Regions from separate parts of the Anser cygnoides genome. Here regions 2, 3 and 4 are each linked to region 1. Evidence: chromatin contacts called from public Hi-C data. All regions are on one chromosome and are shown on one strand. Each heading gives the region's core, a stretch centred on a gene start, on an enhancer-like site or on the middle of the called end of the contact. The rest is flanking DNA. Distances are from core to core; before and after follow the strand shown. Region 1 holds the start of PGM1 (phosphoglucomutase 1). Region 2 holds the start of AK4 (adenylate kinase 4). Region 3 holds the start of USP1 (ubiquitin specific peptidase 1). Region 4 holds the start of ANGPTL3 (angiopoietin like 3).

The links. A called contact is a pair of places that touch in the nucleus more often than the background predicts.
Region 2: a Hi-C map of liver shows a contact between it and region 1, with 6 times the contacts expected there. The contact joins the promoter of AK4 here to the promoter of PGM1 in region 1. A contact is called at or near these places in 2 of 7 Hi-C or Micro-C datasets (both in liver).
Region 3: a contact with region 1 is called in a Hi-C map of liver, with 5 times the contacts expected there. The contact joins the promoter of USP1 here to the promoter of PGM1 in region 1. A contact is called at or near these places in 2 of 7 Hi-C or Micro-C datasets (both in liver).
Region 4: a Hi-C map of liver shows a contact between it and region 1, with 8 times the contacts expected there. The contact joins the promoter of ANGPTL3 here to the promoter of PGM1 in region 1. A contact is called at or near these places in 2 of 7 Hi-C or Micro-C datasets (both in liver).

What each region holds. Positions count from the first base shown.
Region 1 is chr8:31,240,783-31,248,292 of Taihu_goose_T2T_genome, forward strand. It overlaps PGM1 (phosphoglucomutase 1), which reads left to right and starts at 3,360. Exons shown (of 11, transcript XM_013176136.3): 1 at 3,360-3,750. The coding sequence starts at 3,505. It overlaps EFCAB7 (EF-hand calcium binding domain 7), which reads left to right. Exons shown (of 14, transcript XM_013176195.3): 13 at 280-387; 14 at 1,263-3,197. The coding sequence ends at 1,337.
Region 2 is chr8:31,718,473-31,725,982 of Taihu_goose_T2T_genome, forward strand. It overlaps AK4 (adenylate kinase 4), which reads left to right and starts at 3,712. Exons shown (of 5, transcript XM_048061898.2): 1 at 3,712-4,113. The coding sequence starts at 3,969. It overlaps LOC136791337 (a long non-coding RNA gene), which reads right to left and starts at 3,680. Exons shown (of 2, transcript XR_010833106.1): 1 at 3,221-3,680; 2 at 280-2,625.
Region 3 is chr8:30,821,635-30,829,144 of Taihu_goose_T2T_genome, forward strand. It overlaps USP1 (ubiquitin specific peptidase 1), which reads left to right and starts at 3,240. Exons shown (of 8, transcript XM_067001729.1): 1 at 3,240-3,401; 2 at 3,554-3,745; 3 at 4,579-4,702; 4 at 5,723-5,883; 5 at 6,398-7,113. The coding sequence starts at 3,576.
Region 4 is chr8:30,885,834-30,893,343 of Taihu_goose_T2T_genome, forward strand. ANGPTL3 (angiopoietin like 3) reads left to right here and starts at 3,991. Exons shown (of 7, transcript XM_013176202.3): 1 at 3,991-4,644; 2 at 5,636-5,746; 3 at 6,596-6,713; 4 at 7,438-7,510. The coding sequence starts at 4,033. The region is part of intron 14 of DOCK7 (dedicator of cytokinesis 7); the gene reads right to left.

The DNA of each region.
Region 1 (7,510 bases), core at 2,110-4,609:
GTCTCACTTAACTGTGCTCCCAAGTTGCACCTTCAAAAGTGCTGAAGTTAATTCAATCAGCCTTAAGTGACTTTTGAGAATGGATTTGGGCTCTGATGATGCTAAGGTACATTTGAAATTTTTACTCTTCGGAGAGAATAGCCATCAACATCCTGAAAGTCCTCGTACCCTGTAAAAATAGCATCGTTGAGGAAGTAAGAGGATTGTGTGATTGTTACATAAAGAGCAGCCACTTAACCTTTAAGGCTAATGAGCTTCTTCATGTTTTTTCATTTGCAGTCTGAAAACAAAGTGATAATTCATGTCAACAATGAGCAGAGTAAGAACTGCCTAAGTAACAGGGGACTTACCGTTTTTGCTGTGGAAGTGGCACCAAAATCCATGACGGTAAGATTTTTCTAGTTTAGCCAATTCAAAATCTGAGCAAAAAGCAAAAATCATGTGACATCTTTGCAGTTTCCTTTTGCAAGTCTTTTGTCATGATAAAGAGCATGTGGATAGTGGAGAAGTCTGTTTTCACCACCAGTACAGATCAGATACAGCTCTTGATATTGCAGAGCTGCAGGCATGTTTGATGTATCCATGTTTCCCAGCGCAGATTGCTGTATGCAGCTGTTCAGTTTTTCATACATGTATTGAACTGAAACAGGCACATGTGCCACTTACTGATACTTTTTAATATTATTTTTCTAAGGCTGTGTTTTTTTTTCCTTAACCAATTTTAATCAGATATATAGATGGCTTTGAGAAGCACACCAAGAATGTGCTAGTCAGAGGCAAAAATATGGTGATATTTTTCTTTATTCATTTATGAAGAAAATCCAGTTTTTATTATTCTAAAGCTACGGTCTCTTTCTTTCAGTGAAGAGGCATCCAAACGATTTTATGTTTCACAGCTTTCTAGTGTGGATGCATTCAGATCCACTTTAATCAGTCCCAAGACACTGGCAGGGTATAGGCCTATTTTAATATTGCTACTGACAATTTAGATATCTATAGCCTGCTCCTGTAAGGTGTTTTATTAATTTTAATTTCTGCTTCATTCAGTACAAATTGTAGGCTCAGCATCCCTTGTGGATTTTTTGCTGTCATGCAATTAAATTAAATACTAAGATCTCATTAGAGATGCTGAATGTGTGTCATTTAATGTTTGTGATATAAGTTCTGAAACACTTAATTTTGCTTACATAATATTTTAGGTATCATACACACAATTCTTCAATAAACATCAGTTTCACCTATGTTTTCTCTCTTGTATGCAGGTTTCTCAGCATGTGATGCCGCTGAACGAGCAGGAAGAATGGCTTTACAATTGTGTACATTCCCTTTTACGTTAAACATTCTAGTTAGAGAGCTGTTTCTTGGCAGTGTTCAAACTAAGCCACGATTTATTTTTTTTTTGGCAGCTTCTGCTGGACCATTTCTAGTCTTGTCCTTCTCCAAAGCTGGCTGCTTCTCAGAGTTTCATTTGTTAAAGCCAGTGAATCACATAAGTACTTATTTATTTCTGGAATCCCACTTTTGCTAATGGCTTTTAAGAAACATGAATAGCAATAGCATAGGGATGGAATAACCGTAAGTATGTAAAATCCTTTGACAGAGTAGAATATTCACATACTGCCTAATGAAATACATTGGCATGAAAACGTTGAGAGACAATAAAAGTAAGTACTGTTCAGTAATATAGCTGACAGTTGCAACATAATTGTGCTTTATAAGGGCTAGTTTCCCTAAGTATGCCCTTATTTTCTGTAATACGTAAGGTAGTTCCATCACATGCCGGAACTGCTTCACTAAGAAAAAACTTTCGTTAAATTGGTCTGATGGATTCCTGATTCAACACTCCTGTGATTTTTATGTGAGAAATATAAAGGGGTGGGGTTCTTTAATCACCTGGTAAAGGATTTGATTTTTTTCTTTTTTTTGATATTATTTTCTTTTATTTTTGTAACTTAATAATACTTACCTTACTTTTTTTCTAAATGATTACCAACTGTTTTTATATTCTTTCATATAAAATAAAGTCTGGCTTTTCACATGTGATAAGGAAATAACATTCATTGAGGAAGGCAATTTTATTTTGTGCTCCTGACTGTTAACTGCAATTAATTATTTCAAAGGTAACTGAAGCAAGGAGGCTAAAGTCCACTAATATAGGCTGCAATAGAAATGAGAAACAACTTCGAGGTACTAAAAATATCCAGGCTGTTATGTTTTTCTAGTTCCTTTAAATGTCTGTTAATGTAAAAAATGATGACCCTGGTCACTGGATGCTTAAAAAGTGCTTGAGTTTAAAATAGCCATTAAATGTATGTGACCTCATCTGCAAGGGCAGCAAGAAGTCCTGAAAAGCTATATTTATCTGCCAGCAACTCCTGTACTCTGGTGTTCCTCTGCTGTAATCGTACACTGGGAAAGTAAATGTCAGTTACAAAATGAGAGTGCTGCTAGAGGCTGGCTGTGATTTATGCGCTCCAGCAACTGGTGCTCAAGGAGGTCTACTGGTGATCGTTCTTTTTTTTTTCTTCTTCTTCTTTCCCCCCCCTAGCAAGTACAGCAGATATCATTTCATTTCCAGAACTGTCTGGAAGAAGTGTTAAGAGACTCCACATATTTTTGGTAACTTCCAGCCAACAACACAGAGCTCTGTAAATGCTGCCTCAGGCAACGTGTGGCTACATCACAAGTTCCCAGTTGCATCTCGGAGAAGGAACAGGGAAATTATGAGGCACGGTAAAAAATGAGCTCTGCCGTATTTTGCCCTTCTTCTGTTTATGACATCAGTCTCAGTAGACGCAGCAGGAATCGATCTGCTGTTCCTCCTGCGTTTCAGGACAGGAATGCTTAAAACTGAGAGACGTTCTTGGCTGAGAGCTCACTGCGTGTGGAAGGACTTGATTTCGCTGCAGTTAAGGTGTAGTGAAACATGACACAGCAGCAGGGCATGGAACCGCGTTGCTGTCCTGATCTCGCTGTTAAGAAATTTCATTATCTGGCTTTTTGAGGGGGAACATAGGCAAGTTCTCTGCTCCGAGGCAGTTTCCACCCTTCTTGCCCAGGAGATCAGAAGCGAGACCTCAGCCGTATCCGCTGGGTGTTCTCCCCTTTGCTCCAATCCCAGGCACCATAAAACCCTTCTGGCCACCACCTGAGGCCGATCACAAGGACTCAGCTACCGGCTGCCCTCCTCGGGGGGGAGGCAAGGGGAGGCAAAAAGTGGCGAGAGCCGTGACACCGCGGAGCCGTGACACCGCGGAGCCGTGACAGGAGGCGGCGGCCTGGCCGCCCGGGCCTCCCTCACCACCCCCGGGGGCGGCCTCAGAGCGGCGGGCCGGGCTGCGCGGGCCTGACCCGTGCTGAAGGAAGCCGAAAGGGGCCGAAGAGTACCAGCCCAGCCCGGCTGCGCCTTTAAGGGGCGTGGAGCGGGGCCGTGCCGAGCCGAGCCGTGCCGAGCCCAGCCCGCTCCCCCCGCGGCCGGCCCGGAACTGCCAGCGGCTGCCGGCCATGGTGCGCATCGTGACGGTGAAGACCAAGGCGTACGGCGACCAGAAGCCCGGCACCAGCGGGCTCCGCAAGCGGGTCTCCGTCTTCCAGAGCAATGCCCACTACGCCGAGAACTTCATCCAGAGCGTGCTGGCCACCCTGCCGCCGGCCGAGCGCCAGGAGGCCACGCTGGTGGTGGGGGGGGACGGCCGCTACTACATGCGGGACGCCATCCGGCTCATCGTCCGCATCGCCGCCGCCAACGGGGTACGTGCGGCTCGGGGCCGAGCCCGGGAGGGACGAGGAGGAGGAGGAGGAGGGAGGCTTCCTCTGCCATCCGGCCTCCTCCAGAAAAGCGGAGCTGAGGATGCCGGGGGGCAGCGTCAGGCGCTGGGGGGGAGCCTGCTGCGCCGGCAGAAATCGGGCGCCTCGGTGTCTGTAAAAGCTAAGGGGGCAAAAGCGCGGCTAGGCCACCTGGGGGCAAAAATTTGAGCTCGCTGCTTTCTGACGGAATAAGGAAGTGGATGAGTGCCTTTTGGAGCCGTGCAGAAATGTGCCTTCTGTGCCCCGGGGTGGGTGCCCAGCCGTCAGCCCGCGCCCCCTGACAGCACCAGCACACACGGTCGATGCAGCCTTCCCTGGCAGAAAAGCGGCCGGCGCTGGTTTATTTATCAGCTCTGAGGAGAGTTGGGGCTGAAATGTGCGCTGACAGCACCTTGGGTCCCAGTGACCGAGCAGGCTGGGGGACGTGGGGCTTCAGCCCCGGTTGGTGCGGGTGTCGTGGGACATGGTGGCCCGCCAGGGCCTGAGGAGCTCCCCTCCTGCACCTCGCCTCAGCCCCACAGCGAGCAAGGCGCCGAAGGCTGTGGCTGAGCTGGGGACCCCTCAGGAGGGGCTCGAGCCCTGTGCTTGTGGCCGTGCAGCGCCCAGGGGTCCGCTCACCAGCGGGCATTTGGCCTGCGGCGTTTTGTCCAAGTTGCTTCCAAGCGCTAGGGCAGAATTGGCTCTGAAGAAAGAGAAATGTTCTGGAAAGGCAAGAGGAAACGGGAGGAGAAAGCAGGTGGGTGAATAAGTGGGTTAAGAGGCACGACACTGCTATACGAAGTGGGAAGTTTTACTTTAAAAGCTTTTCGTTCTGAATCGTTAATTTATAAAGCAAGGAAACGGCCGTGGCCTGAGACAAAATGTTAGACTTCTTCAAGCAAAAATTAAGTGATATGACAGCTCTGCCAGTCATCTGCTTCATCTGCTTGCAGGGTTCTTTATGCCCTTGTTGTAGCAGAATAGAGACAGTGGTGCGGGCTTTCTGGAGTGCTGGAGGGAGCCATGAAATAAACTCCCCCCTCCCCAGCCACCCTGGAAAATATGAGGAGGACTGGCAGGTCAGAAGTGCTGCAAAATCATAGATTTCAGTATCCTATTTTAAAAAAAAGAGGGGGAAAAAGACCTCAAAGGTTCATTAAAGAAATGAGAAAACTACCCCTCAAATCCTTTAATAACTGAAGAGCAGATATAAATCTGAGTAAGGAACCAGAAGGAGGCACGGTGAAGTGCCCTGCAGAGTGCAGGGATATTGAAAGCTTGATACAATCCTGTGACAATCCAGTGATTCTGTGACAATTGCTGGCTAAGTTTGAATTGCACAGGCTTAAACGAAGTTTGGCAATGCAATACTCGAGTGTGGCAAAACCATCAGGTCCCAAGAAATGAGGTAACTGAAGATAGAAAGTGTCTTTATTCAATGCATAATGCTTGTTTTTAATGAATTTCTATGCATTTGCTTTTGTGTTTTGGAGTGGTTAGGGGATGCTTGCTTCATGGTTTTTCTCTGTAATCGCAAGTGCTAGTTCTCTGGTAGGCTCTTACTCAACTGCACCGTGGTAGCTATGAAAATCCTGTTTCTTCGTAATGGATGTGAAGTAACTGGAGGTCACCCACCCTTCAGAGAGAAGGGTGACCTCCTTCGGTTAATGTGTAAGAAAGCGTGCTGCAAACACATGGCAGCAGGTTCCTGGAAACTGTTTTGGCCTGAGCGCTGGGGCCTGCGGGGGTCTCCTGATTCCAGCAGCCAGGTCTCAGAGGAAGGCTCCGTAATCTCATGGTGAGAAATACTAAATAATATAGAGGAAAACTGGACACCCAAAGCACGAGTGCTGTTTTGTCTGTAGGGAAGTGATTATTACAGTGCATGCAAGGGGATCCACTGTATAGGTCCACTGGATACTAAGAACGTGGTAAAACTGAAAAACAAGTAGTAGGGAGTAAAGATATAATAAAGCCAAGTTTGGGCTACGGGCCTTTCTAACGTAACCTTTCTGCTTGTTTTGATCACCAAGGTATGTCGTACCAGGATGCACTCACTTGTCTAACAGCGGCCAGCCCACCTCCTGTGCCAAAGCAGTGCTGGAGAGCCGTATTTCTGGTCCTAGGGAGTAAGAGGTGAAGGGGTCACTACTTTAAAATCCTCGGCCTTTAAGATCTGGCTGAGTGGTCCTCTCAAAGCCACAGGAGAAACAGGAGTACGGTTCATGATTGTTAGTTTTACAAAGTAAAAGGCGAGGATACTAAAAAGTGAGTTTTAGTTTGGTCTGTATCTGGAATGGTTAATATATACCTAAATACTGGCATTTGAATAGCAACACCTCAATTTGTAGTTCCGTGATTAACAAGTGTTTACCTTATTTACAAGTTTGCCTGTATGAAAGTAAACTGAAATAGTCGTTGTTGGTTTCGCCATTCTCAGCTGGCAGCCGGCGTAGCCTTCCTGCTTTGTTTTGGTCTGTTGTGCCAAGCATCCTTTATTATTTTTTTCCCACATAGTTAGCAAGTCTGACTCCTTAATTAACGAATAAGGTGTAAAAGCTCCAGTCGTCAGCTGTTGGAGTAGAATTGTGGCTGTGCAATAGCTTTAAGTCAGAAGCAGGCACAAATTACAGAGCTGAGGTTACATACCTACATCTGATCACGTACCTAGGATCAGGCTGACTCGCTAACGTTGTCACCTGCTATTCAACAAATTTACCGTGCCCCTGGTTCCTTCTCAAATAAAGAGATTTCAAAGTGCTGCAAGGTATCTGCATTAAAGCAAATTGCTTGAAGGTGTTTTGAATGCCAGGCGCTGCTTTGCATGTTAAATGCTAGCCTGGTTTTGTTTTACTGCTGCAGGACAAAACGGTACTTCTGTTAGAAATACTGCTCTCTGCCCCAGAAAGTTTGGTTTCCTGGCTTGGCTGCTATTAAGCTTTTCCCCACCCAATTATCCCAGGGAAACCAAGTGTTTAAATTCTGTTGCGTTGCTCAGCAGCTCGTTATTTGCCAGGGCTCTGTTGTAGCTTACTTTGGTAGCTCTGCTCCGTTTTAATTTTGTGCTGTTCCTGATTCTGCACAATACTGTGAGGTCAGCCTCAGTCCTGTTGCTTTACAGCCCTTCATCCACTTAGCAGCCAGCGACGTTACCCTAAAAAACAGGCTCTGTCAGTCCTCAGGTTCAAATCTTCCCATTTAGTAAAAGCTCCTGGTACTAAAACATCAAATTCAAGTGATGGTGAAGAAATGTGCTCCAAAAAAGCAAACCCTATGAACCAGTCCTGTATGCAGTGATGCTAGATCCTACAGGCCGATAAGAAATCTCAGTTTCTGGTCTCTGTTACGTTGCTGTTTTTCTCAGAAGCAGAAGAGGAAAGTCAGGTCTGGTATCTGAAGTAAGGAGTTAGAGCCCGAGCGTGCAGTCAGCGTTACCGTGCAGGTACGTCCTGGCTCCAGATTGTGGTGGGGTTTAGAAGACAACCATACGTGCAGCAGCTCCCTACAGCTTGGAGACTATTTTTACGCTGGTTTACCTTCTTTTTGCCTCTCACATTCAGTGGTTTGTATCAGTTCACAGTTGAAGGTTATTAAGGCAGTGGTGAGGTTGTCCAGGTTCGGTGGCTTTTTGGAATTTTATCCTCTACGGTACTGAAACCCCGGCTGAAGGGAAGAACCAGGGTGCTTTGCAGTTAATCTTTGCAAATCCAGCAGCCGGAGTGTT
Region 2 (7,510 bases), core at 2,462-4,961, 480 kb after region 1:
CCCTGCCCCTCTGCCCACTCCCACGTAACAGAGCAAGTGGGGACACTAGCCGGCTAAAATCATGCTGTCTTTAACAAGAAATATGTAAACGTATCTACAAAAATACTGTATAGCTGCAGAGTCGTTCCCATTTTTCTGGTACCACCCATTGACCCACACTGCTTTACCTCTTCTCCCAAATACTCCCCCAGCCGCGCAGGACCCCACTTTTGGGACCCTTATTGAAGCTTCTCAAGCACGGCATTTCTGGAATGTCAAACAGACAACTAAGAGGCAAACTCCCAGTAAAGCACAATTTTTATTCGAGTCAATCTTAAGTTTTCTTAACCCGTGACTTTTACATGACAAGGTGTGTTTAGAACAAGGACACTTGAGCAGGACGTTGTGTGTACGTCTGTCCGTCAGCTCCTGGAATCAAAGGGATGGGGCGCGGTGGGCGCGGGCCCCGTGAAGCTCAGATGGCTGCCATCCTTCAGTTATCACAGTACTGTACCTTTACAAGAGACAGCATCAGCACTGTGATAACTGAGCCAGGGCAGCCTGTCAGTCATCGCGGCCTCTCCACGCACTGCCAGGTGCTTCCTCTGTCTTCTCATCCCTTGCACGCCTCCGAGCCCCAAACTGCCCTCAACGGGTGCCCAGCTGCCAGGTGAGAGGCTCGGGAGTATTTAACTGAAGTGGCTTTGCATGTTGGGCTCCAGCTCAAAAAATTATTCAGATAATTAGTGCTATCTTAATGACCGTGGTGACCAAAACAGCCTTCAAAATCCAATTCGCCAATGCTGCATGTAATGGAGAAAGGTTAACTTACCCCTCTACAGTTAACGCTGGAGAAAATGAGGACACCCCTTCTCCCCGTTAAACTCACCGGAGCTAGAGAGCAGCGCTTGGTTTACGCTACTCAAGAACCGAATGTCATGAACCAGACAGTCAGCAGGCAGACGTGGCCGCGAGCCAGGTTAAGTCGGCGGAGCTGCACCGCGCGCGCGACAGCCGAAGGCTGGGATCACGACCAGCACGAGTAGAGGGCAGCACCACACCGCGACCGCGCTGCATACTGCACCGAGCGCGCCAGGCGCTCGCCCAGGCAGCGGAGCACTCTGGCAGGCGGTGGAATTTTACAGCGCCGCGAACGCGTTCAGCTGGGCTTCATCAGGGTTTGTCACATGCGCCGCGAGAGCCGGGATCGCGGGCGCCCACTCCTGTGCCTACCGAGGGGGCTCCCGACGGGAGCAGCGCCGGACGCCGAGCAGCCAGCTGTGCTCACGAGGGACTGCAGCTGGAAGAGGCAGAAGGGGTGCCTCAAGGCTCCGCGGGCTGAAGTACGCAACTGGAACTTTTAGGTCACAGGATCCAAACACACAATTGTGAAATCAAAACTTATACCGCAAGTCACACTTATATCAACCAGTATTTTGCACCCCACTTTTTCTGTTTTTTTTAAACAGGTATTGCTGAGAAGATCACGGAACCACTACTACACGCACACACCTCTGGTTAAGGGAATCACGTTGACCTCTGAAATAATTAAGTTTAAAAAATAACATTTTTTTTTTACACAGAAAAAGTTAACGTGTTATTATAAAAAGTTAATTTATGATGCTGATGGACTTCCTCAGTACAAGCTGCTCTGGTACTTCTAACAGCAGGAAGCAAAAACTCCAGACATGGTTTACTGCTCTAAATAACTTACCTGGGGAAGAGCATGTCTGGAGATGTTAAGTAGGTTGTTTTTAAAAGAGAAAGGCGTAACGCTCAGACGGATCCAGCTACCAAAATGGTGTTTTACAAGTTTTTAACGGAAGAGGGCAATGGTGAGACAAGCAAGAAATATCTGAGGAGAAGCACGCAGTGGAAAAAAATATTTGTACATTTTAAAACAAACTGCAAACATACATTACATAAAAAGGGGACAGTCAACAGATTATGCAATGCTGACGTCAGATGATGACACAGATGACTTAAACGTATACCCTAAAACTTGCAGATTTGCCACCAATTGTAATTAATTACATCATCTGCTGCTGGAAGAAAAAAAAACACCAAAGAACTTTGTAAAAAATGCTGGAGAAAATCTGTACGTACAGCTGTGACTTTTGGAAAGGAAGGGACGTGCCTGACAAACGAACCATTTGCTGCCACTCTGAAGCGTTTTCACACCACATTGTTCCAGCAGAAAAAAAAAAAAAAACAATCTACCCGTTTCAACAGAACGGAAGAGGAGCGGAATTGGGAATCCCACATTTCGGAGGCCGAGGCGGTTAGAGGAGAGCCGCTACTTGGCAGTTCAGGTGTGTCTTCATCTGAGCCTGACGATTTTACCCTTGCTCCGGCGGTTACTGGTAGGCTGCTTCAAGAAGATCCGTGACCGCAAAGGTGAGCGGTCCCACCCAACTCCCCGGCACCCCGACGGTTTGTCTCACACCTATTCCAACGTGCTCGGGGCTGGGGCCGTTCTCCCCCAGAGGACCCCGCTCCTGTCCCCCACAAACCTGCTGTGCCTCCTCACGCGCCGAGTCTCGCGCTGCTCCAGCCGGACCACGCACGCGGGGCGGGCTCGGTGCAAACAGGTGTGCGAAAACGCAGAACTTGGCTCCTTGTTACCGTCTCGAGAACCCTCCCTGCCTTTGCAAACAAAAAACATTCAGCTAGCCCGGCACCCAGCACGCGGACTCGCGCCACGGCCAGGGCGCCGCGTTATTTCCACGGGGGTTATTTAAGAATATCCGATCGTCAGCGCAGGCTGCCGCCCCTCGTTTCGGAAAGCCTCCCAGCTCGGCCTGGCTGCTCCTGAAGCTCCGGCTCCCCCTCCAGCCCCCGGGGGCCGGTTACTCGGCGTGTTTTCGCGTTGTTTTGCGGGCACGTTCCCTCAGCGCGGCCCCCTCCCCACCCGGGCCGGGTACCAGCACCGAGCGCGCTCGGCAGCGACCCGGGGGGGGGGGGGGCTCTCGGTAACCCGGCGGCCCCCAGCGCCTCGCCCCCTTCCCTCCTGAGGCACGGCCGCGCACGAAGCCTCCCCCCCGGAACCCTCCCGGCCCCCCGCAGCCCCCCAGCCGCTCTCCCCCTCCCACAAAATAGCAGTGCGCAATGAGGGGGGGGGGGGGGGGAAGGAAGCACCGCGCCCGGCCGCGCTGTCGGAGCCGGGAGCCCGGGAGGGGGACGAGGGTCCCCGCCGGGCGCCCCCCGCGCCCCGCTCAGGGCCGGGCCGGGCCGGACCCACCTGCGGGCTGGCGGCGGGGCCGGGGGGGGCGCCGTGACGCAGCACGGGCGGGCGGGCGGCGTGAGGGCCGCCATCTTGGCGTGTTTATGGCAGCGCCGCGCGGCCATGTGATGCGCCCGCCGCTTCCTGGGGGAGGGGGGGGGGGGGCGGCGCGCGTCGGGCACGCGCGCAGCGGGCACGCGCACGGCGTTCACGCGTGGGCGCGCAGGGTGCCCCCTCACCGCCCCCCCCCCCCCCTCACCGAGGGGGCGCCCCCCGCGGTGCTGCCCCCCGGGGGTGTGTGAGGGAGGGGGGGGGACACGAGGGGATCGGGGGGGGCTCCCCGTGCCGCCGGGGCTCCGTGAGGCGGCGCCGAGCCCAGCCCAGCCCAGCCCAGCCGAGCCGCGGGGGCCCCGTCGGGCGGCGGCGGGACTACAAGTCCCAGGGTGCCCGGCCCGAAGGGGGCGGCCCGAGGGGGCGGCCGTACACACCCCCCCCCCCCCCCCTTCCCCGCTCCGTGCTGATGTGTACGGGCGGCGGGTGAGCGGCTCGGCACGGCTCGCCTCGGCTCCCCCCCCCCGCCCCCCCCCAGCACGCCATTTTGCGGGGCTCCCCGGCATGCGGGGTCCCGTCGGGGGCGGCGAGGCGGCGGGGACCCCCCTCAGTGCCCCCCTCTTAGCTCTGGGTCCCCCCCCGCGGGCTGCGTGAGGCGGGGGGCGGGGGGGTGTGCTGCGGCGGTGCCCCCCGAGGGACCCCCCCCGGGCCGGCCATGGCCTCCAAGGTGCTGCGGGCCGTGGTGCTGGGCCCCCCCGGCTCGGGCAAGGGGACGGTGTGCGAGAGGATCGCCCGCAGCTTCGGGCTGCAGCACCTCTCCAGCGGGCAGTTCCTGCGGGAGAGCCTCCGCCGCGGCGGCGGTGAGTGCCCGGGGTGCCCCGACGGGACGGGGATGGGATGGGATGGGGACGGGGATGGGCACGGGCACGGACGGGGCGAGCCCCGGGGGGAAACCTCCGTGGGGGGTCCTCGCCTCGCTGCCGGCCCCACGGGGACGGGGCGGCCCCGCGTGTCCCCCCGCTCGGCCGCCGGTGCGCGTCCCTCTCCGGGTTTGAGGCTGGATTTCGTTATTAGGCTTCTCCCTCCATCTTGGCTGTGCCGAGCTGGCCGGGGAAAAGCGGGCTGGGGCGCAGCGGGGAGCCTTCGTCCCAGCCCCCCGGGTGGGCACGGCTGGGGAGAAGCCCGGCCAAAAAAACCCTGGGTGTTCGCGCACCGACGGCCGGCCTCGGCGCCCGGGGTCACGGCCCTCCCGTGTCAGCTTCACCGTCCGCCAGGGTTTTGTAGGAGTGGGGTTAAATCGCCCAGCTTGGGTCCCAGCGCCTGCCGCGACACCCGCCGTGCGAGGGACGCGCTGAGAACATGCGCGTGTTCACGGGGAAAGCCCTCGGGGAAGCTTGCTGTGGGTTGTGGGGTGTCCCGACTGCGTGCCGTGCCGTGCCAGCCCCTATGGTGAGGCCACTGGGGTGGCACGGGGCGCCCCTGTGACCCCCGAGTCCTTATTAAGCTCCCCTACAGGATCAGGGAGGCCGGGGGCTGCGGTGCTGCCAGCCCACCCCGTGTTTCACATCCGAAGCCCTTCGGAGAGCTGACAGTCTGTGCTGTGCTTCGCTGGGGGCCGTCCCAGCCGGTAACGGATCCCGCAAAGTTTTGGGAGCCAGCAGCCGGGCGGCGCGGGGCTGCCCCCAGCCGTGGCTGGGCGATGCCAGCGCCGCTGCTCGTGGCGGGTGTGCGAGAGACCTGCCCGGGGAGGAAACTGACTCAGAGGAGCCATAAAACGACACAAAACAGCCCATAGGAACAAGGCGCGCTTTGCCTTTTTAGAGGTGTGACAAGAAAGGGAGAGAAAAAAAAAAAAAGGAGGGGGGGAGGATAAACTTTCAGAGCTGTGTGCTCTGTGGGGCGTTGCACGCTCGTTTAAAAATACCCAGATTTCCTTCCATAAATAAAAAAAAAAAAAGCACGGTAATATTTCCTCTGGGGAGAGGCTCGAAATTTGGAAAATCCCAATAACTCTTTTGGCTGAGCCGCGGAGCACCTGGGCGAGGACCAAGCGGTGCAGTGGCGGGTGGGAAACGTGGGTGGAGAGGCAGGTAAGATTGCTCAGGAGTAGAGCCGCCAAAATTTCACACAGCTGACGTGCCTTTCAGGTGCCACCTTTGACTTCGCCTCTGGTCATAGCTCTCACTAATGTGCAGCTGTTTCTTTGTTGTTTTTTTTTTTCTTCTTCTTCCTTTTTTTTTTTAGCTATTTGCTTTGGACAAGCTGTTACATGACCACGCAGCGACGTGCCAGCTCTGGAGGAAGCTGGATGGAAGTAAATTCCCTTCCTGAGTTTGTCATCCGTGCCACTGGCTTTGCGTTGTAGGGGAGATGAGGCCAGCCGTACAGACACCCCGCTGCCCTCCAGAGGGACCCGCCAAGGGGTTTTAGAGCAGCCTCTGGGCAAGGATGCCGTGCAGGAGTGGATTTGGAGGTGATTTTCCCATCTCAGGAAGCCGGAGGACACCCGAGCATCCCGCACAGAGCGAGCCCTGTGGCTCCACGTGCTGCGGGGTGGCTGGATGTGCCGCTGCCGCTGAAACCCTTGGGGTTTTGTAACAGTGACTCGGCAAGGGCATCCGCTGCCACGGATGTGTTGGTTAATCAGTGCCTCGTTTAGTGGCTGCCCTGCTGTGCAAAAGTGCTTTGTTTGGACTGCTTTTGGTGCTGTGCAGGGGGTACTGGAGGGCAGCGACCGTTTTCCTCGGCCAGTTCTTGTCCCAGTGCCCAGGTCGTTGCCTCTGGTGCCTGCAGCGTCCCGGGGTCTCGGCAGGGCTCAGCTAATTCCAACAAAACCGCACGCCCTGGGAGACGCCCGGGTCTCGCGGGCGTCTCACTGCTCCGCTCGCTGCCCCGCTTTTGGGGGGCAGAAGGGTGCTGCGATGACGGGAACCATGAGCTGAAAGGGGTGGGAGAGGGGAAAAGCAGGGCAGCTGGGAGGGGGTCGGTGACGGCCCCAGATCTGTGGCCGTGCCATGCTCCAGCTCCCCAGAGGGAGGCCAGGCTGGCGGAGACGGGGTGAGAACGAGAGCCCTGGATTGGGGAGGTGGATTTGGGGGCTCCGAGGACCCCATCCAGCTGGGGTTGTTCCGGCTTGGTGCGCAGATAACCACGGGCAGTGCTGCATTAACCACCCGGAGCTCCTCCTCTCCATTAACGCTGCGCTGCCGTAGCCTAAATAAAGAAATCCTGCAAAAGGTTGCCCCGGGGGGCCCAAAGTCTGCGTTAGCTCGCAGTGTCCGGCCAGGGGGCCGCTGGCAAGCGAAGCCCTCGCGCCCGCACAGTGCTTCCAGCCGCAGCCCGCCTCCTGCGCCCCGTCTTCGGGAACAGCCTCTCCTTGAGCCCCTGGCGGCCTCCGCAGCCCCCAGGCGCAGCGGGAGGCGTCGCTGGAGGCCGGGACCCGCTTTGATGATAAGGGCTCAGGGGCACGGGTGCGGGGTTGCGCCGGGAAGGGACGGGGACAGCAGGGTCTGAAGTCCTGCGGCCGTTAGCTTAGCGGGACGGAGCGATAGCAGCGTGGATTTTGGCCCCTGGGTGGGATCTGCGCCAGGCCAGGCGGCTGAACCCCCCGACCGTCGCGTGGCGGGCCCAGGATCCGCAGGGAGATGTCGTGCACGGGCTGAGGAAGCCCTGCCCAAACCCTGCCGCTGCGCGGCTCGGGGCTGGGGCACGCTTCGCTGGCGAAACGCACGAGGTGGGTTGGGAAAACCCGAGGTAAAGCCTGCCTCGCCGAAGCCATGCGGTGGGAGCGGGGCTGTGCTGCAGGGACGACGAGGTCCAGCACGTCCCGGGTGCCGGGAAGCTCTGCGGGTCCTCCGCGAGAAGCATCTGCCCCCCTCCAGATCCCACCAGCCAGCACGCGGCAGCGCGCGGGCACGTGAATAAATATTAAAAAACCGTGGGCGGCCGCGGTGGTATTTACGCCCTACGAGGTCTCCGTGCTGGTCGCGTGAGACGTAACGGTTCCTTCCCATCGCCGCGCGCTTCCCCGAGCAGGAGCGCGGCGTACGGGCAGCGGCGTCGAGCCTGTCGTCGGGAAAGGCTCCGGGTGCTGCCCCTGGCGGGCGCTGCGGCTCCGGGCAGAGCTGCTCAGCAGCGTCGGTCGCTGTGATTGTGGGGCCGGGGGCGAGGGGCTCTCTCCGGGAGCCGTACATCCCGCACAGAGCCTCCCGCCTGCCCGAAACGCCGCCTGTGGCCAGGTGCGGGTGCCTGCCGGGT
Region 3 (7,510 bases), core at 1,990-4,489, 420 kb before region 1:
GAAGCAAATCCTAAAATGCAGTAACTGCACTGACCTCAAATCATTATTTGATGTCATAGAATTAAAATTAAATGCACTAAAATCAATAGTAATTAATGTTTTAATGAATACAAAATTTAGTTTAAAAATATGCTCTTTGTATCATGAACAGTGAGGGAAACTTAGAGATATTCTGGATGAATTATCTTTTTTAATTATATTGACTTTAGAAACCAGAACTAACTTACAAGTAAAGATTAAAAATTATGTTTGGTTTGGTCAAAATAATGATGATGGGGAATTAGCAGTTTGTAAGCATGTTAAGGGAGAGAAATTATTTAGGGCAGGAGAAGGTTTATAAATGATGGGGTGGAATTACCACTAAAAAAGTCCAACACATTCAGGAGCAGACCTGACACCGAGATGTACCAGGCTGCACCTCAGACTCATCAAAGCATGACACAGAAGCATCCCTGAATGGGAATGTTTGAAAACAGAGCATGCACTGGGAAATAAATGATTGGTAAAGTTGTTCTAAAGGTGTGCTGACTAAATATCTGGAGAGGTACCTTATTGCTTGTACTCAGCAGATAATACTGGCTGTGTGACAGATGCACTTGATTAAGATAACCGTTATGTCCATTAAAACCGAATTGACAACTTCATCAGCCAAATAAAATGTAATACATAAAACAAAAGCCCAGAATTACCATGAGCAAAACTGTAGACACTTCCAGTCTCTGCAAAAAAATACTTTCTGCTAATGTCTCCCTTCCCTGTTTCACTCAGTTACTGCACCTGAAATGAAAACCATGTAAACGTTCACAAGCCTACCTTTAAGCCCAAAGCTAAGCCTTCTGAAGTCACTGATGCTATTTGTATTCACAAGTGTACCTAAAACTCACCTAAACACTGGTACATGTGGATCAGGCTGTCAGATTGTAAAATCTTTGGATGTAAATGGTCTTGTATCGTGTTTGTTAAAGCAGATAGCAAACCACGCACTTGACAGGGTAGACTTTTATTGAAATGCAATACAAATAAGTAATAAACCGCCTCAGTCGTGCCATTTGACAGAGATGTGCGAGGAGCGCTGCCATATCAAATCCAAGGCTGCCTGGAACGACCGGACTCCTGCCCTTGGAGTTTACTCCAGCTCAGGATTGATTCAAGGTCCAAACGCTGACAGATTTCACCCCGTCCCAGTCACATAGCCCTGTTACTACCACGGTCCTAATTGCCCAACAGCTCCCAGCTCTTGTTGAAGGCGCTGCTCTGCTGGCCACTCAAACGGGTAGCATGAAGCAGATTTAATGAAACACGTTATTAAGGAACCAAGCAGTAACGTGGCTTTTGGGCACCACCCCCCTGGACAAGACTTCCTAACACTTCTTGTCTCGTACAAGAGAACCTCTTCAGAGCTGGGTGTCTATTAGCTGGTGCAGTCAACAGAACCCATACAGGATCTGCCCACGGGTGCAGTGCAGGGCAGCAGACCCCAGACCCCTGAGGCACTCGGACAAATGCGAAATCCATTTAACTTCCACTGGGAGCTTGCTATCCAGCCAGCTTTGAGGCTTTGTATGTCCCACTAGACAGGTTAATAAGATTTTAGCTCAATATGTACCTTGAGACTCTGAACCTTGGTTCCTCGGGTGATGGGCCTGTCCGTATGCAGGCATATGAGTGTATTTTGCCCTGTAAGTGATAGCCAAATACGTGTAGCAAGTGTGTGCATGACTGTCAGAGTATCTATCGCTTCTGCCATAATCCAAATATATATTTAAGGAAACTGATCTACAGTAATAATTAATTCATATAGCGAGGTAAAAAAATCCAAAAAGATCGCCAAGAACTTTTCAAAATTAAACGGCTATAAAAAACACTCTTTAGTCTAAGAGCCAGGCTTCTAATTTTGTTCTATCACTTACACATCTGACACAGCAAATTGCAAAGTTATACATTGCTGTGCAGGAAACCCAAAGACATAAACATGAGCAACTGGGGAGCTGCCTGAAGGGATGGGAGTAAAACACAGGCACGTGGCGAGGACGGGGTCAGCACTAACAGCTTTCAGAAAATGGTGTGGAGCTAAGGCCAATGCCTGGGCATGGCTGAAAGTCGGTTATGAAGCTAAACGGGTAAAATATCTTAGTGAGTAAGGTGGAATTTTTTTACCAAAGTTTTCCTGTGAGTCACAGATGTGATCTAAATGAACAAGTGTCCTGGCTTACCAGGCTTTTCTCGTAACGCAACTGGTAACACCAGTGCCTAAAAGCTTTGCGTGCCACACAGAACTCCTTAGTTCTCAGATAAAAGGTGAACCTTTAAAAGATTTCTGACATTTTGGAGCAATATTCAATTACATAGCATTGTAGTGTACAGACCTAATATAGCCAATTTATGCTTCATAAGAAATATTTACTGTGGTGACATTGCCATATTTCTCCCATCTCACACTAAGTCCCACGAGAGAATAACTGTGAAAAATGGACCTTATAAGGAGTAAATATGGACCAGTTCTCAGAGCCCCCCAAATTTGTGAAGTATGCGAGCAGCAATGGATGTGCAGGCGAGAGCTTGTGATTCTCAGCATGTGGAGCCACGGACGAATTACTGAATAAACAGGGCGGTTCTGTGTTGTGCAGATGTTCGTTTCGTGTACGACTGGCGCTGGGTTGGAAATCAGTTTAATTATTTTTATTAAGAAGTCCGAACGCTCGCTCCCCGCCGCTGAGGCAGCCGAGCTTTTCCTCACAGCAGGCAGCTGCCGCCCCCCCCCCCCAACCAGCCGCGCGGGGGCGCTGCGGGCCGGCGGCCGCCTCACGGCGCCTCCCGCTGTGATTGGCTGAGGCGGGGAGGGGCGGGGCTTCCTTTGGATCAATCCACCTCCGCCTCCGGAGGGGGGGGGCGGGGGTGTCCTTGCGGAATGGTTCGGCCCAGCCGCCCCCCCCCCCCCCCCCTTCCCCCGGCGCGAGTCCCGGGCCTTTGCCTAGGCCGTTGCCAGCGCCCGCGCGCGCTCAGGCAGGACCCCGCGGGCTGCCCGCCGCACTGCCTGACGGCGGAGACAGCGGTTCGGCGCCGGTACCGCCGGCAGAGCGCTCGCTGAGGCATTGCTTTGCCTCCCCCGCCCAGCGAGCGGGTGAAGCCCGACGGCCACCATGCCCCCGCGGTGCCAGCGAGCCTCGCCTTCGGCTCCGTGTCGGGCGTTTGATCAGGGCAGCCCGCGGCGGCTGGGCGCGAGGAGCGCGGCGGGCGGGGGTCCTGGCGGCAAGGCAAACGCGCCAAGTTTCCCGTGGCGGGGCGGGCGGCGCGGCCGGGGCCCGCGGTCTCCATAGCGACGGCCCCCGGCGGGCGGGGGCGGCGGGGCCGTGACGGGCCGGGCCGGGCCGTGACGGGACGCGCAGGGCCGCCATGTAGCGGTGAGCGCCGGGACCGGGCTGAGGGGCCGGGGCGGGCCACGGGGGCGGTGGGGGCGGTGGGGCCGGGGCCGTGAGGGACGGGGCTGAGGGGCCGGGGCCGCTCCCAGGGTGCCGGTGCCGGTCCGACGCCGCCCCGTGTGTGCCCGCCGCAGGTGGCGTTTCCCGGCCGGGAAGATGCCCGGGGTGCTCCCCAGCGAGAGCGGAGCGGCGTTGCGGGGCAGCCCGTCGAAGCGGAGCCGGCTGTCGCTGAAGCTGTTCCAGAAGAAGGAGGCCAAGCGGGCGCTGGACTTCGCCGAGCCGCAGGACGGCGGCGGGAGCAGCCCCGAGCCGCGGGGAGCCGACGTGTGCGTGGGGAGCCGGGGGGCGGGGGGGCGGCGGCACGGCCGGGCTGCCGGCGGCTGCCTCGGGAGGTTCAGACAAAGTTTCCCTCAGCTCAGCTCGATAGAAAGCGATTCCCCTTCTGCTGAAGTATCGAAACTTTAAAATTGTCGCTTTTACAAAATGAATCCTGCAGAAAAAACATTGGATATGGAAGGTCCCTTATGCTGGGAGTAAAAGCACCGAGTCCACCGCTCACTGCCGTGCGTTATTGTTGGGTGTTTGAGCCCTGGGTGAACTCGGCAGCTCGTCTCCCTGCAGCTAGTGAGGAAGTGAAATGGGAGAAGGAAAATTGCCTCATTGCGATAAACGTGTTGGAGGCTTTGAGACGTGGTTCTGTCTGGTGTATCAGTACAGTGCATCAGCGCTGTGTGTAATGCGCCAGGTTTTTTGTTATTTTTTTCCCCCCTTCTATATTTATTTGCTTGTTATGCTCCCAGCAATGAAGTGATATGAATCTGGAGCAAGGGACAGTAATAGAAAATATGTGCTGCACACATAGCGTTTTTCTTGGAGCTGCACTAAGAATGAACAAAGAACACACAAAAGTATTGTAAAGAGAGCTTTACTGGTGCCTTAAATCACTCCGCTTCTTGAGAGGTGGGTGTTGGGAGTAATGGCAGACACACGCCTCTCGTAAACCTGCCTCTTTTTGAGTAGGTTGCTAGAAAGAAGGGTTACGGTGGAGTTGGCCTCTCTTTGAGTGCCTGGAGTAGCCATGTAGAGATTCTCAGAAATGCCTTGACACCGTTTTCATCTGTGCTCGTTAGTCATTAATTCTGTTTTCACTGTTTTATAGTGACCAGGTTGTTCCTGCAGCACAGCCTCCGTTGCTTGTCAGCTGTGAGAAGAAAGACAACATGTTGCCTTTTGTGGGCCTGAATAATCTTGGTAACACTTGTTACCTGAACAGCATCCTTCAGGTAAGATCGCGTTTCGGGGCCTCAAAAAAGATCCTTTTGTTTTGGTTAAGCACAAATAGATGAGATTTTTAGTTTGACATTGTATAGGAGATGTCTGGGTGTTGTATACAGGGAATCTAGTTACAGTGGGGAAAAAAGGATGATAGTGCAGGAAAAGGATGATAGTGCAGGAAGCGTGTGCACCACGGATTGTCTTGATGATTAATTTGTCAGTTTACATACTCCAGCCATGTCCCTGCCCTGAATAATCCGAAATCTTCGCGTGCTGTGCAGCAGCCTCGGGAGGTGCAAAGCTAGTTGGATTGTAAGTGTGGACGTGTGATGTCAAATAACTTAGCTTACCAATTATTATTTTGTTTTAAACTGTTGCTTTTAGGTGTTATATTTTTGTCCTGGTTTTAAAACTGGAGTAAAGCATTTATATAATATCATTTCAAAGAAGAAAGAATCTTTGAAAGAAGAAGGAGAGCAAAAAGCAGAAAAGGTAACGTATCTCCCTACGTGTTCCTTTACTTGCCTTTGCGCAGGTGAGGCTACGTGCCAGGACGGTACTGAAAATAGAGCTGTTTCCTTCTGTTTGTAATAAGTTTTGAAGTATTGTTTTCTGTAGTGCTATTTCAGGTAAAAAATAAGTGTGAGAAGTTTTGAACTTGTGTTCGAACTTGGCAGTGCTCAGAGTGTCTGTAAACTTGTAAGCGCGAGCCTTAAGCTCTCAGAAACTAGCAGAGTTATCATGCCCCGTTTCTGAAATGAAGATAATGATGGTGCAGTATTTTGAACGGATGGAAATCGGAGTTTGGGCAGGGACGGTCTGGGTTTTCATAATGTATAGTCTGGCTTTCGTGTTTCTTTTCTGCTGGCAGAAGAGCAGTATATTGACATAAACTTGCCTCTTTCCCGTACTGGACAGAAAATCTGTCACGTCTGTTAGAAAACTTAAGTGGGAGAAGGAAAAAAAGTGTAACTGCTTGTTACAGACAAACCTGCAAGTGTTTTACTCCTTTTATATTGTTACTGCAGGGAAATTGTAAAGAAGATCCCCTGGCAAGTTACGAGCTGATCTGCAGTCTGCACTCCCTGATTCTTTCCATTGAGCAGCTTCAAGCCAGCTTTCTCTTAAATCCGGAGAAATACACCGATGAGCTTGCTACTCAGCCACGAAGGCTACTCAATACCCTGAGGTACAGGTTATCTAAAACACTGTCAGAATTTTCACCTCAAGTTTGGAGGTGGCTGCGATTGTACGGTACAGACTTGGGGGGTAGATGATCTTAAATTTGGGGCATCATTACGCGATCGTAGGAAGGCAGGTTTCCTACATTTCAAAGGGGAGGTTTGTGTTTATCGCTACCTAGATGGTATCGTAAGTTTGGAAATAAATTTAGATTTTGTCAGAACATAATTTCAGCCCCACAGTGGATTTAAAGCAGTGGTTAGCCTGAAGTATGTAAGTATTGTTGTTGTCCTGGAGAGTACCGCTGTGAGGTTGCAGCTGAACGTGTGTTTAAGTGCTCTTCGGCGTAAGGCTGTGACTACCTTCCCATGGGAATCTGTGAGAGACGACTTCTCTCTAGGCCTGGAGGGGATCCTCCCCTGCTTTTATAGCAGAACTTCTCTAATTTAAGTATCTGGTCATGTTAGCTAGCTAGTAATCTGCTCATCGTTACTTTGCTCGTTTACTTTTGCCTTTAATAGAGAGCTCAACCCTATGTATGAAGGCTACTTGCAGCACGATGCCCAGGAGGTTCTGCAGTGTATCCTAGGTAACATCCAAGAAACGTGTCAGCTACTGAAGAAGGAAGAATTGAACAAACTGCCTTTGGAAGAGCCTACAGCTAAACCGGAGGAAAAACTTGACGAAAATATCGAGAGCAATGGAACCGGCAACTCTGCCGAGGAGGAGGACAGTGAGCCAAGTGGCCCTGTGGGAGAGGTGGCCGAAGATAAGTTGCTCAAAGGAAATGGGAAAAGAAAAAGTGATGCCGAAGGTGGCAACGCAAAGAAAAAATCCAAAGTATCAAAAGAACAAATTGCAGCAGAAGAAAATCAGAGACAAACCAGGTCAAAGAGGAAAGCAACGGGAGAAAAGCTAGAAAATCAAACTGAGGCCATTGCCAAGTGCTCCACTGAAAACGAGAGTGCAAAGCCAACACAGAAGAAGTCACGACTTCGATTAAACTGGTTAAAATCTTCGTGCAAACAACCCAGTATTCTGTCCAAATTTTATAGTCTGGGGAAGTTAACGACAAATTTGGGATCCAAAGACCCAGCGAAAGAATACGATGACTGTGAGCTTGAAGAGTCTTCTGTAAAGTGTGAAAATGGTAATAAGGTTAAAGAAGAAGGTCATGAACCAGCATTTCCTGTGGAAAGCCATGAGAAAGGAACTGAAAAAGAACCAAAAAAGGAAGGTTGGTGAACAAGCGTATGGGCTTAAAATTAGAATGATTAGGAAATTACTGTGCATTGGAAGTCAGTGTTCAGACTGCATTGCAAGCAGAGCTCTCTAAATACAAAATTACATTTTCAAAAATTGAAAAAGATTTTTTTGAATTTGTTTTATACATTTGTAATTTTTGTGTTATACCCTGGCCTGTTTAGCTTGGATCTAAACAGGCCTTTCACTAATGTTGTGTAATCGTTGTTCAATATATATATAAAAAAAGAAGCATATTACCAGGCTTATATTCCCACTAACGTTTGTCATCTATAGAAATAGGAAGTGAATTCAAAACATAAAGGGAGGTTACTCAAAGGGAGAAACAGAATGAAACCCCACGGGCAATGGGTTTGTGTCCTAAGCCCTTA
Region 4 (7,510 bases), core at 2,741-5,240, 350 kb before region 1:
TACTTTGTTCTGGCATGAATACATTTGCTCCTTGATGTTCTTTTTAAAATGAAAATGGATATGAAAATTTACTCTAAAATGTACATTGCTCATAAAACTTTTATTAAGTATTATTAGTGCTTAAGAGAAGGATTTAATGTATTTGGGAAGCCTGGCTACAGGAACCCTATATCAAAGGCGGTCTTGTGCTGGGGATTGATTTACGCTGGATAGCAGAGAGGAACCTAAGCCAAGCCTGCTGTTCTCCTACCAGCTCTTCTGCTCTGGCCTGGGAGAAAAGGAGTCATTTCAACAGCTCGATGAGAGAAATGCTACGACCTTGGAAGAGAATGAGAGAGCTACAAGCAGACGTTAGAGCTGACGTGACATGTCAGCCAGGGCCTCTGATGCACTCGTAACAACAAACACTGGAGGAAACACAGAGGCTGTTCCTCCCTCCGCTGCCTCTCAAGGCCCCGAAGGCTCAGAGGACGATTATCATGCACTACATGATTAGGAAGAAGCTCGTGTTGCCCAGAGGAATTCAAATGCTCAGATCCCACTGTAAGGCAGTGGGGGAGGTGGGTGCTTGCTCCTCTCCAGAGAGGTTCCCGGTGGAGGTACCACGCTTTTGTTGAGCAGTTACATACAGGGAGGGGAAAAAGATCCCCCCATCTGACAGCCACTCTGAGATGCTGCCTAATCAGTTTCACCTTGTTACCCTCTTTCTTTTGAGTCATTACACTGTAAATCCTCATCTCACTACTTGTATGCACAAATATCAAAGCTCAGTAGCATCTGCAGGACACAAGAGGTGTAACACCATCCTCTGAAAACAGTGAGGGGAAGGATCTACCACAAAAATAACACTGCAGCACCAACAAACAGGCCAGGCATAGACTGACAAAATAAAAGGACCGCTAATCCTTGTGCTTCCAAGTAACAGCTACCTCCTGATGTATTCACAGATTCCTACCAATAAAAGTTTCAGCCAGAAGCTTTAAACCCAAGGAATTGTGTCTGGAGCCTTTATTACAATGCCATGCAAAATGTATGCAAAGCTTATATTGTCTCAAACAGATCTCGGAAGTACTTTTACCTCCGGAAAATGAATGGCTGAAGTGCAAAGGCTTCCCAAGCCTTGGAAATAACGGCACCAGGCACTCTCCTAAATATTTATATAATGTGATTGTAGCCATCTTCCAAATTTCTTCATAAATGTATTAAAACATTAAGAGCTGATCCTAACTCATAAAGGGGATGTCTACCCATTATTAAAATTCTCCTTCTCAGTAAATCCCAGAGACCTTTTTCTTTGCTTTATTCCTACAATAAAAATCATTTAAAGCCCACTTAAAGAGGGTCACCCAGGTGCATCAAAGATCTTTAGGACCATGTTTATTAAATACATCTTTTCTTGGCTGGGCTAACAGCTGTCAGGGACAGGATTCCCCCTTACAGTTTCCACAGCTCCCAAGTCTTATGGTTTCATCATACCAGAGGGTCTTCTTTCCCCTGTCTTCCTGAGTCCTGCTTTGCTTGTGGGCTGTGTGACTGTTGTGACATGCAAGACCTGGACGGTGGCATTTTCAAGAGCACTTAGCACTGCCTGATTTTATTGGCACTGGCATTAATACGGAAACATCTACAGCTGCATGTGCTTAGCAGCCAGTCATGAATTTTTAACACTTGACATCAGAGCATTTAGACTGCCTTTCCCCTTCGCAAAGCAAACCTTCCCACGGGGCAGTGCCACGTCTGAGCAGCGCTCGGGGACAAGCAAGGTCCCCGTTTTGTACACACAAAAACACTTTGTGTGACAACAATAAACAGCTAAAGCAACAGAACACAAATTCTTTGAAACCGCATAAAACCAAAGCCACCCCAAGTATTTTCAAGTGGATTGCATAAAGTTTTTTTATTTTTTTTTTTCTAACTTTTGCAGCCAGTTCTTCAAGTTTTACAGCCCCAACTCCCTGTGTCAGATGCCAAAGGCTGGACTTTGTTCCCTATTACAGAGCAGTGTCAGGCCCAGATAATAACTTTACCTAAACTTCATCTACACAAGTGACAGTCTGAGGACTTTCCCTACAGAAAATACCACTACATTGAAAGCACGTTTTATCTACTTTTTAAACACTAGAATTGTTTAAGTAGGGCTATCAGGTAAAACATTATCTCAGTCTACCATTCAAAGCAAAAACTATCAAGCGTTTCAGAGGTAAACTGTTAAGATCCCCAAGAACTTCCCACATAGGCACAATATGCGAGCAAACCAGATTCTGCACGTGTGTTTTTGTTTTTTTTTTTTTTTTTTTAACTCATTTAAACATCTCTTCATGTATTTCCATTGCTGTTAACAAATGAGAAAACGCTGCAAGAATGATGACTCGATGCAAACCTTTCAGACTGATCACCACCCAATGAATAACCCTAATTGTTTTAGCAATTTTTCTAACAGATTTTTATCAGCACCGGGTAAACACAGATTTGACGAGTTTCTTTAATGACAGCCCATAACCAGATTCCTTGTTGCCTACAGCCTTCCACTCTCAAATGAGCAATTAAGCACGTAGCTGCTCCCTACCACAAGCTACACCTGCCAGCAGCGAGCAGATGCAGCCCAGCGTCACGCAGGGGGGCTCAGCTCCTGCTTCGCAAAGGGCACCAGCAGAGAACCAGCCGGGCACTGAGTTGGCCAGAACCCCTCTTTCTGCACTTCACAAGTGCACGCCTCCAGGCTGCCTTAATGCAAGCTGTACGGAACTGGACAGAACTAGGAGGGCCGTGAGGTTATCTCTGCGCTGGTCTGTATGTATCTCAGGTCTCTTTCCAGTTCAGAAAGGATTTCTAGGCAAAAGGATTGTCCAGCTGAAATATCTGAAGAGCTGCTTAACACCACACTGCAGTTCAAACGAAGCAAAGGCTGCTCAGACAGTACAGTGAGCCAAATCATGCTGGTACAAAATATTCACCAATTAATCAGAGATCTAAAATACACTCATGTTATTTAATTATTAAGGGGGAAGGGGCAGGTTACCTGCATATTATCAACCCTTCATCACACAAGAAATTCGTCGTATGAGATAACAATTTTGAAAATAATGTTTCTATTGATGCCTTGTATTGTACACATGCATGTACATGAACAACAACAAAAAAAGTCCAGATGAGGAATTGCTAGAAGAGTCTATCAAAAACCTGAAAATCCTGCAAAGTACAGACTATATTAAGCCTGGACTTATTTTTGGATTGCTATGAGAGATTCCAGAAAGAAAAATACCTTTCACTCATACTGCACTACTCCTTGAAAAATATACATGCTTCCGTGCAGAGACCCAGTGCAGAACTGGACATTTATTTCAGAGTACCCGTAGACTTGTTTTATTCAGTGTGAATCTTAAACAGCAAGGGAAATCGTAAGGTGAGAAATGTAAGCAGGGTATTATTTATCTCACCCACCTCTGGAAAGCAGCTCTTAAAAAATAAGCTTTATATGGTGTAAATTACTGCACAAACCTTAAGACAGTAGAATCACATCCAGACAATCTCTGGACCTAATTCCCACTTTCTCACTTAATCTGAAGTAGCTGACAAGCAAATCCACTGCGGTGCGATGAGTTACATCAGAACACGGCACAAAATGAGAATCAGATTGTGTGAATCATCTGGGAATATTGTGCCCTTCCATAGCTTATCAAAGAGCTGCATAACCTGAACAGCAGCATCCAGCGCTCTTGAGCAGCGTAAACCCTTTTATAGTCCTAAGGGAATAAAAGGAATCAGACAACACAAACAAGAAGCAGTTTAGGCCTTGTCAAGATTATGACCCACAATTAATCTATTAAAAAAGCCTTGTGTCAAAAACACGTCATACATCATCATTAACATTTTATAGCAGCATGTCTGGCAGATGGAAAAGTTCAGAGGCAGCTTAATCAGCAACGTGCCCGGCTCTCAGGTTTCCCAGGTATCAACCTAGATTCGAGAGGGGTTACATTCGTTCAAATACACACAGTTTAATGATCAACTCGCCGGTCTGCCTCTTCTAAAATGAAGAGGAGTATATATAGATTAAATTCTTCAACCCAGAACAGCCACACAGTGAAAACTATTAGGAAAAGTCTCTGCATCCTGAACAACCAAAGCGTAACAGGAGCAGAAATCATGAAAATCATTCTTATCTTTCTATTCATTGCCCCACTCGCTCTCTCAGCTAGAGCTGAGAAGGACTTTTCTGCCCTTGATTCAGCTGCATCTCCTGAGACAAAATCAAGATTTGCCATGCTAGATGATGTACGAATCTTAGCCAATGGACTCCTCCAGCTTGGGCACGGTCTTAAAGACTTTGTGCATAAGACAAAGGGGCAGATGAACGACATTTTTCAAAAACTTTACATTTTTGATAAGTCCTTTTATGAGCTCTCACTGCAAACCAGTGAAATCAAAGAAGAAGAAGAACTACTCCGACAAACTACTGCCAGACTGCAAATCAACAACGAAGAGATAAAGAATCTCTCGCAGGAGATGAATCTGAAGATTGAAGACCTCATACAAAACAAAATCCAGCTGCAAGAGAAGGTGTGGGGACTGGAGGACAAAGTCACTAAGTTGGCCATTACCCAGCCTACAGTGCAAGAGACAAATGAAATTTCTTCACTCAAAGTAAGTAAATTTGTAAGAACCCCTGACACACAAAGCCAAAATAAATCGTAATGCTATCATTGGTAGTTATACAATAGAAGCTCATCTTTTCCCTGCACCCTCACTGGAGTTCTATTGTGTATTTTGAGAAATAAATCACTGCAATAACCATATAAGAATCAGTGTTGTAATTTGACAAGTGGTTTATTTTACAGTATAATTCCCCAGTGAAATCAGTGAGAAAATGGTGAAGTGATAAGGCTCTGTATCTTTTTCAGTTTTTGCAAATATGTTTTTAAAAAAAATCCGTAATTATAATGAGGAAAAAAAATCAGGAAAATTATCTGATTACCAAGTCCAGAGCTTCTTATGTCATCAGCTCACTACAAATCAATGCACTAGGAATTGTCTGCTCAGCACAGAAGCAGGAAGTTTAAACTGATGGATATTTGTAGTGCCTGTAGGGACCATCCAGGACCAAAGAATTGTGTAGGTGTTAATAGACTTAATGCAAATACCTGGAAATATGTAGGTGGGTACAAGGTTTCCTATGGAAAAGGAAGAATTAACTGTGTTCTGTAAAAGCATGGGAGAAAACACTGGCTATTCATGTCAGAGCAGAAAGCTGAATCCTGATCTTCCAAATCCCAAGCTAATACCCTAAACACGGGGCATCATTCCTTTTTTTGTCAGTGCCATATATTTAGTTTGAATCAAGAACCAGCTTCACAGAATGTAATTGCACATGAAAATGGAAGGAAAATAACAATAGAAGTCTATGAAGTTGCCAGTAGTTTGCCTCAAAAAAGGATCAAAAAAGGCTGGGTGTTCATTTCAAAGGCAAAGAACTTTGCACCTTTAGAGGAAAAGCAGAAAGTCCTGTGGAAAAGGCAATGTTAAATGGTTTGTGCCTCTCAGCACTGCCCCTGTGATGAGTTACTGAGGAAGTGCCCCTGTGAAGGCCTTTTGCTGCCCCTAACCACAACCCCCCTCCCTCCCTCTCTGTCCTCAGGCTTTTGTGGAGCGGCAGGACAACCATATCAAGCAGCTTCTCAAAATCGTGGAGGACCAGCACGCACAGCTCGACAAACAGCACAACCAAATCATGGAGCTGGAGGACAAGGTACAGTAACCATCGCATCTCTCTTTTCTGAATCTGTTGCCTCTCATAACGCTGAAGGAGTTAATGTCCCACCATTCATTCCGGTCAGCCATCCCTGTTTCATATTTTGGGAGTGCAGAGGAGGCTATAAGCAATTTTGACCACAAACAGGGACCTTTTTCGATGAAAGACTGCTGTGCTGCCAGGCTGGGGGCTGTGGCTAGAGCACACAACTGAGGACGCAGCTCCAAAGCACTGTCGATCAGTACCAGGCTGCTCTATTTCCTGACTGCTATTTTTCTTTTTTTTTATTATTATTATTATCTATCCTATTATTCTTGTTCCCTTGGTCTTCTAAGCATCATTACTTTCTATCTCCTTCTTCTTTCCCAATATTCGCTTCAACAGGGAGCCATGTGCTGCAGCTCAACATGTGTAACCGGAACGCTGGGTATAACTGACGTGCCCATATTTAATTTATTCCTAAGAGGAGGCTATAAAGGGAAAATGCCTTTTATAAAAAGAACTGTGGGTTCTGTGCTCTTAGATGTCGGTATTATTCGTCTAAGTGATGTCACCTGAGGAAATAAGTTAAATCTGTTTGCCCATTAAGGTGTACCTCGTGAGAACTGGTCATTTACTCACCTCATGAATCCTGGGTTGTCTGAGCAGTCAAACAGCTGCCGTACATACACTTGAAATCCACCAGTGTGGTTCTCAAGTTATTTTTATGTCATAAGTTGGCTATTTTAAAGGGTTATGTTCATATAAAAAAATTACTCTCTGCGTGACATTGCTCAGTTTGATACATGAACCTCATAATTTCAGAGCCTTGGGAAATTAACAGTCTGTAATTACACTTCTTCCCAGCTGAACCACATAGAGCTCCAGGAACTCGCAGAGAATTCCTTCACTGGGGAGCACACAGAACCAGAGGCCACCCCCTTTTTTGTGCACAACTCCACAGCTGTAACATACAAATATGAAGGTGAGACCATATGCCTTAACCGCGACTATACAATACAGTGCTTTTAGTTTTTAGTAGACAGAGACCAAAAGCAAAATGCTTTTATGTTATATACAGTGCTGTTGGAAGGAGCTGGATTTTCTGCTTTGGAAAATGCCATAATCTGTTTAGCCACACTGTACGTATATGTGTGTCTGGGGTGGCACACAGAAACAATATCCAATAATGCCATAATCCTGGCCTCAATCTTCAGCCTCCATTCACCCCATGTAAACACATGCCGTGGCGATCCTCTCGCTGGCACTTGCTGATGCCTGTCTTAGAGAGTATGAACAGAGAACTAACTTACTTCAGCTCATTTCAGGATCTGGTAAAGCTTTCTTTAAAGCTGAGATGCATTTCTGAACTGCAGCACTGGGAACAGTATTAACTGGGAAATTTATGAGGGATGGGAAAGTCCATTTGCCAAAGCCCAGTCTTAAGCCTTACACATTTTCCAAAATTATCTGAACTGAAACCTTGCCAAACTTAAATGTAGGTGGTCCAATATATATACAACTTGACAGCTGTTCTACCATGCCCAAAAGTTTGCCCATTTCATGACCTTTATTGAGATAATGACCAAAAAGATTGTTCCAGGTTTTGTGTTGGCTCTACTCAATAGAATAATTCAAGTCACAAAGCTGAATTAAAACTTACCACATCCAAAACAGGGTTTCTAATTGTCTGCTGTTTGCTTTCCTAGGTGCTGCTCCTGACTGCACTGCTCTCTACAACAGCGGCATTCAGACCAGTGGCACTTACACTATTAAGCCCAA